Regions from separate parts of the Sus scrofa genome. Here region 2 is linked to region 1. The links are chromatin contacts, called in public Hi-C maps. All regions are on one chromosome and are shown on one strand. The core of a region is the stretch at or near the end of the contact, and the rest is flanking DNA. Distances in the headings are between cores, read along the strand shown.

Region 1 (3,011 bases), core at 391-2,890:
AGAGGCAGACGGGACCTTCCTTTGGCACAAACATCGAACGTGATAAGGGTTTGGGGGGCAAGTGTGAGACCGGTTCCCGCAGCCTCCGTGAGTGAAAGCACCTGCCTTCTGCTGTGCCTGGGGAGTTTACCCTCAGTTCCGTGGTTCTCTTTGTTCAGAAGCTTTGCACGTTCGACTCTATGTGGTTTGGGGAAGACCGTTCAGCCTGATCCGGGTGTGCTCCGAAGAAAGGAAAGGGAAAGAAAACTCAGCTTTGCGTCTCCCGCTTTTCTGCCCAGCCTATAAAACATCTGTTACTCTCCCTGATTCGAAATGAGGAAATGTAGGTTCAGAGGCGTGAAACACCCGGGGGTTGTGGGGAAATGAACACTGATGACCGAGGTCCTTGGCCACGTCCGTCTTCCTCTCTAGGGAGGGGGCGCCGGCGCTCAGAGCTGCAGCCAGGGACTCTTAGGAGGCCCTGGGGGAGCAGGAGACCTTCCCGTGGTGAACAGTGAATTCAGCCTCGGGAATTAGCGAAAGGCAGCCGTGTCCAATCCCCAGCTGTGTCAGTGTGATTTGTAATAAGAAATACATGTTTTGGAGTTCCCGTCGTGGCGCAGTGGTTAACGAATCCGACTAGGAACCATGAGGTTGTGGGTTCGGTCCCTGCCCTTGCTCAGTGGGTTAATGATCCAGCGTTGCTGTGAGCTGTGGTGTAGGTTGCAGATGCGGCTCGGATCCCGCATTGCTGTGGCTTTGGCGGAGGCCGGTGGCTACAGCTCCGATTAGACCCCTAGCCGGGGAACCTCCATATGCCGCGGGAGCGGCCCAAAGAAATAGCAAAAAGACAAAAAAAAAAAAAAAAAAAAAAAAAAAAGAAATACATGTTTGGTCTTCATCCTGGTTCCTGACACGGAGCCCCGGAAACCCTTGTAACCTCCTACGTGATGAGAGGACCAGAAGCATCTTTTGTTCTAATGGGGTGACTCTGGGTGGGACCTGGTCAGCAGAAAAACCAAGCCATGATTAGAGGCTTGGAAGTTTTAGCTCCCCCACCACTACCTCCCTGGAGAGAGGAGAGGGGCTGGAAATGGAGTTCATGATCCATTGTGTCTATATGAGGAGGCCTCTATAAATGTCCCCCAGAAAGGGTTCAGAGATGCTCCAGGTTGGTGAACACATCCCTGTACCAGGCTGGTGATGCATCCCAACTCCACGGAGACAGAAGCACCTGCATCCAGGACCCTTCCAGAACTCACCCTGTGTACCTCTTTGTCTGGCTGTTCATTTGATCCTTTAATAGACTAGCCAACGTAAGTGAGTGTTTCCCTGAGTTCTATGAGCTGTTCTAGCCAGTAATTGAATCTGTGGGGAAGAAGACCATGTAGGAAGCCAGCTCCGACAGAAGCTGTAGGTAACCTGGGGGACCATCCACTTGCAGTTGGCATCGGAAGTGGGAGGGGAGAAGTCCCTGGGGACTGAGCCCTTAACCTGTGGGATCTGAAGCTTGCCCCAGGTAGGTCATATCAGAATCAAGTTCAATCGTAGGACACCCAACTGGTGTCACAGAAAGTGCTCAGTGGGGGAAACCCCACACATATTTGGTGAGCAGAAGGATCAGAGGTGTTGTGACTGTGGCAGTTGTGTAAAGGAGTGACACACAGGAGGGCAGAGTGGATGGTCAAAGTCACCAGCCCAAGCCAGAGCCCCAGCCATACATTGAACCGTATTGTAACCAACCTTGCTGGGAATCTAGAAACTCTGTATTGCACCAGTTTTAGCTATCTGTGATCTGTTTGCTATTTGTCTTATATATTCGTGATGGGCAATTCATCTTTTAAAAGCAAAAGGGCCCTAGGACTTATCTTTAGAGAGGACCAGGAGAGGAGAGGGGCCTGGCTCTCTGGGGACAGGAAGCCTTGGGAAAGCCGGCTGAGTCACTGGAGGCCACAAGAAAGGAAGAGTGAGGCCCCCAGAGGCGTGTGCTTGACAAGAGGCCATAAGCTGAGTAAGAAGCAGAGAACTGTACAAAGTCCTCTGACAGGTGCAGGGCTGGAGAGGGAGGAACTGGGCTTCACACCTGGGTGGGAACAACTGATCAACCTGTTGAAACCCATTTCCCATAAAGGGAGGGCTGGTGGCTGCCGGGTTGGCTCTGTGAGCCACGTGGGCTGATTGCAAAGGGTGAGGATCGGGCTCATTGAGAGCGTGTTCATTTCAAGGTCACACACAGGGTCTGTGACATCTGATAACGTTGCGGCAACCTGTCCCTGGTTCTCAGGCTCCAAAATCAAGGATTTGTGATTCCCAACTTGGGCAACCGGTTCAAAGGTGAGCCACAGTCAACAAAAGCGCTAGACTTTATTCCGCAGATTAATCTTGTACTCTGTGTGTGTTTATTGCACAAGACACTACATTTGAGGGGGAAAAAAACGTTGGAGGTGCTCCAAGTCCCAACCTGCAGGAATGAATGAGAACTTGGTCCCACAACACCCTGCCTCCCCTCTGTAGTTAACCCCCCTTCATCTACCTTCAATGTCCACGCCATCTTCACGCTTCCTTACACATACCTGGCAAGACCCCATCCTGATTAAACTCAGCCCTCTGTCATTCTGTGCCTGCAACCCTCCAGCTGCACAAGGCTGGAAAAACCACCCCACCACGGTGGCTGGTCTTATCTTAAATTTCTGGCAGCAAATGTCTACCATTCTTCTAGGTCCATCCTAGCCCAAGTGGTTCTGCTGCATTTCCCCAGTCACTCTCACTCCCGTGATTTCCTAGGTGACTGTCATGCACCTCCTCCTCTCTTCAGCCCTCCATCACATTCTCCCTCTTCCTGACTCTCAGCTGAACACTTGATTCCAAGGTCATAATGAAAGCTGAAGCCGCAAGAAGAGAAATTCTGCACCCTGCCACCTCCACATTCACCCATCCACCCCACCTGCCTCTGTGCCCAAACGATCTGCCATCCCTTCTGTAACTGTTGAGGAAGAGCCATGGTCTAATCAAGACCAGCTTGGACACTTCAC
Region 2 (2,700 bases), core at 193-2,692, 510 kb before region 1:
GCCAATTTAGGCCACAGCCACAGCAACGCCAGATCTGAGCCACATCTGTGACCTATACCACAGCTCACAGCAACATTGGATTCTTAACCCACTGAGTGAGGCCAGGAATTGAACCCACACCTTATGGTTCCTAGTCGGATTTGTTTCTGCTGCACCATGACAGGAACTCCCACGGTCTGCTTGTTTTTGAACCCAACATTTTAGCCATGTAGACACTTAGGACCCTTTGGGGGAATAAGTCGAATTCTTTTTTTTTTTTTTTTTTTTAAGGGCCACATCTGGGCATATGGAAGTTCCCAGGCTAGGGGTCGAATCGGCTCTGTAGCTGCTGGCCTATGCCTCAGCCACAGCAACATGGGATCCGAGCCATATCTGTGACCTACTCCACAGCTCGTGGCAGTGCCAGATCCTTAACCCACTGAGCGAACCCGACCCCTCATGGGTACTGGTTGGATTTGTTGCCACTGAGCCACAGTGGGAACTCCCATAAGCTGCATTCTTTAGAAAAAAAAAAAATTAGCCTTCTGGACCACAGCACTTGATTTCAAAAAGTGCTTCTGCAAGAGAGTTAAATGCAGGCAGTCTTCTTTTTCATTTCATTTGATTGAGTGTGTCTCAGAGAACCCAACACATTTTCTGTGTCCAGCTAGACACAGCCACCATTTCCCTACTCTCTGGAAAAAGCCCTTAATTATGAATGATATGCATTTCCTAGTGAAGACTAAACAGCACCTAGCAATCTTATCTCTTCAACAACAGCGAACTGAATGTCTGGATTCTGGGAGCAGAAGGAAGTTTGATTGCATGGAGGCATCAGAAGATTAAGGTGAGAGTAGATACACTTGGGAAAGGGAAAATAGACCAAACTGAAGAGTGTGTGAAAATTAGCTCATCTGATTTGATGTGAACATCTGCAGAAATTGTTAATGGGCACTGTGTCTAATTAAATCCACCAGACATATGCATGCCTGTTATCAGCAGAACTGTGTTCTTCCCCACGCTGCACCTGTTGCTGGCAGGGCTAGACTTGCATTCTGTCATGTGCAATGTCAAAAGGGTTCGAGAGAGAGAAATTCAAGGCTCCAGTCTGATTCACTTAGAGACAAGCACATCTCCAGTGGGATATAGCCAGTCTCAGAACTCAAATACAGACCGAAAGACAGATTCACTGAGATCTCATGACTCTCCAACCCAGAGTGCCTCACAATTCTGACTGGAGCAGGAGACCTCTGGGTGGTGTGGATTTGAGAAACGTATTGATTCATTTCTTGGAGTATTCAGTCTGTTCCACTGAAGGACAAATGGTTGCGTTCACGTCAGCTTCCATGTGTATACAAATGATTATTGTGCAAATAACAAATGATCTTTGTACATCTAAACAGGCTGGTTTTGGACAGATGTTTGCTTGGTTATTTCACCTTTGGTCAGGCATTCCTTTGTGTCTAGTTATGTCTCAAGCTGTTCCTTTGATAAATCAATCTCCATTAATTCAGACAGAGCATCTCCCCAGATGTGTGGATATTGGCTCCCACCCAGTTCATTGGTCTGCTAGTGGGTACAAGTTGCATTGAGGAAGCAGCAGGGCACAGTGACAAACAATGCAGACTCTGGAGTCAGTCCCGGCTCTCCATTTGCCAGCTAGGTGACCCCTTAGGAAGAATTTAACCTCAGTTTCCTCATCAGTAAGGTGGAGATAATAATAGCATCTACCCCATACAGTGTACGTGAGATTCTAGTGAAGTGATGCATGTCAGGTGTTTAGGGTTACACTGGCAAGATGGAAATGTCCATCCACAGTGGATAGTTTCATTCATTATTACTGAAAAGCTCTATCCAGGAGGCATCAGTTGTGCTCAGTTCTCAAGAGAAGTGTAAATTAAAAACTATGCCTGAAATTGAGTAGATCTTTTTCAAGATCTATCATATTACTTAGACCCCAAATGTTATTTATCTTGGTTCCATTTACCAGTAGTCAGTTTATCACATCTGTACCTGCACCCTGCCTGTGCCACATTGGTACATGTTCATGAGCTGATATCTTCTGAGAAATTAAAATTTAGGCTGACAGACAGGGGACTTGTGTTCTTGGCAAGATTTCCCCACTAAATTTGTAAAAATGTAGATGGTCGCTATTGCCTACTTAAGTTTTTAGCTATTGGTATGATAAAAAGGGAATATTCCAAATCTGTTACCCCTCACTCATGGTCTAATTAGGAAATTCTAGGAAATAGATCCTGGAGGGAAGGGAAGGTGTGGAGAAGAGGCTGTAAGAGAATAAGATTTCTAGTCCCTTCACTGAGTGTATCTCTAACCACTTACCAATGCTTTCCCCCTTCCTCATGCCAGGCACATCACCCCAGGGTGACATAACCAAGATGAATGAGATCATGATGTGATGCACTGTGTGCTCTTAATAGAAGTTGTGAGATAGAAGGCGAAGGATGCTGTGTCCATGAGGTTAACCTTATGGACAACTTCTCAATAAAGATAAACCAAGGGTGGGGAGACATCCTGCAGCAGAAGACACATGACATTCCCGTAGTTGACACTGATACTCCATAGGTTCTCTTAACAGACACTTTCTTATTTTTATTTGTTCATCTGCTTTTATTTCTGCTGCTATATTGAGATGTAAATGGTGATTAAAACAGTTCTTTAAAAAACAATATGCTCTTCCTGCCACAATATATTTAAACATTG

The links. A called contact is a pair of places that touch in the nucleus more often than the background predicts.
Region 2: a contact with region 1 is called in a Hi-C map of liver, with 2.9 times the contacts expected there. The contact joins two enhancer-like sites. A contact is called at or near these places in 2 of 47 Hi-C or Micro-C datasets (liver and skeletal muscle) and 1 of 2 datasets of contacts at active chromatin or transcription factors (alveolar macrophages).

What each region holds. Positions count from the first base shown.
Region 1 is chr1:26,390,535-26,393,545 of Sscrofa11.1, reverse strand. No RefSeq gene overlaps it. Among named protein-coding and RNA genes, the nearest start is that of PERP, 91 kb to the right of the region's middle. Within about 2 kb of position 1,640, at least 13 of the 83 cell types and tissues checked have an H3K27ac peak or open chromatin away from gene starts, as enhancers often do. A contact at or near this core is called in liver, where this site is marked.
Region 2 is chr1:26,903,878-26,906,577 of Sscrofa11.1, reverse strand. No RefSeq gene overlaps it. Among named protein-coding and RNA genes, the nearest start is that of OLIG3, 100 kb to the right of the region's middle. Within about 2 kb of position 1,442, at least 3 of the 83 cell types and tissues checked have an H3K27ac peak or open chromatin away from gene starts, as enhancers often do. A contact at or near this core is called in liver, where this site is marked.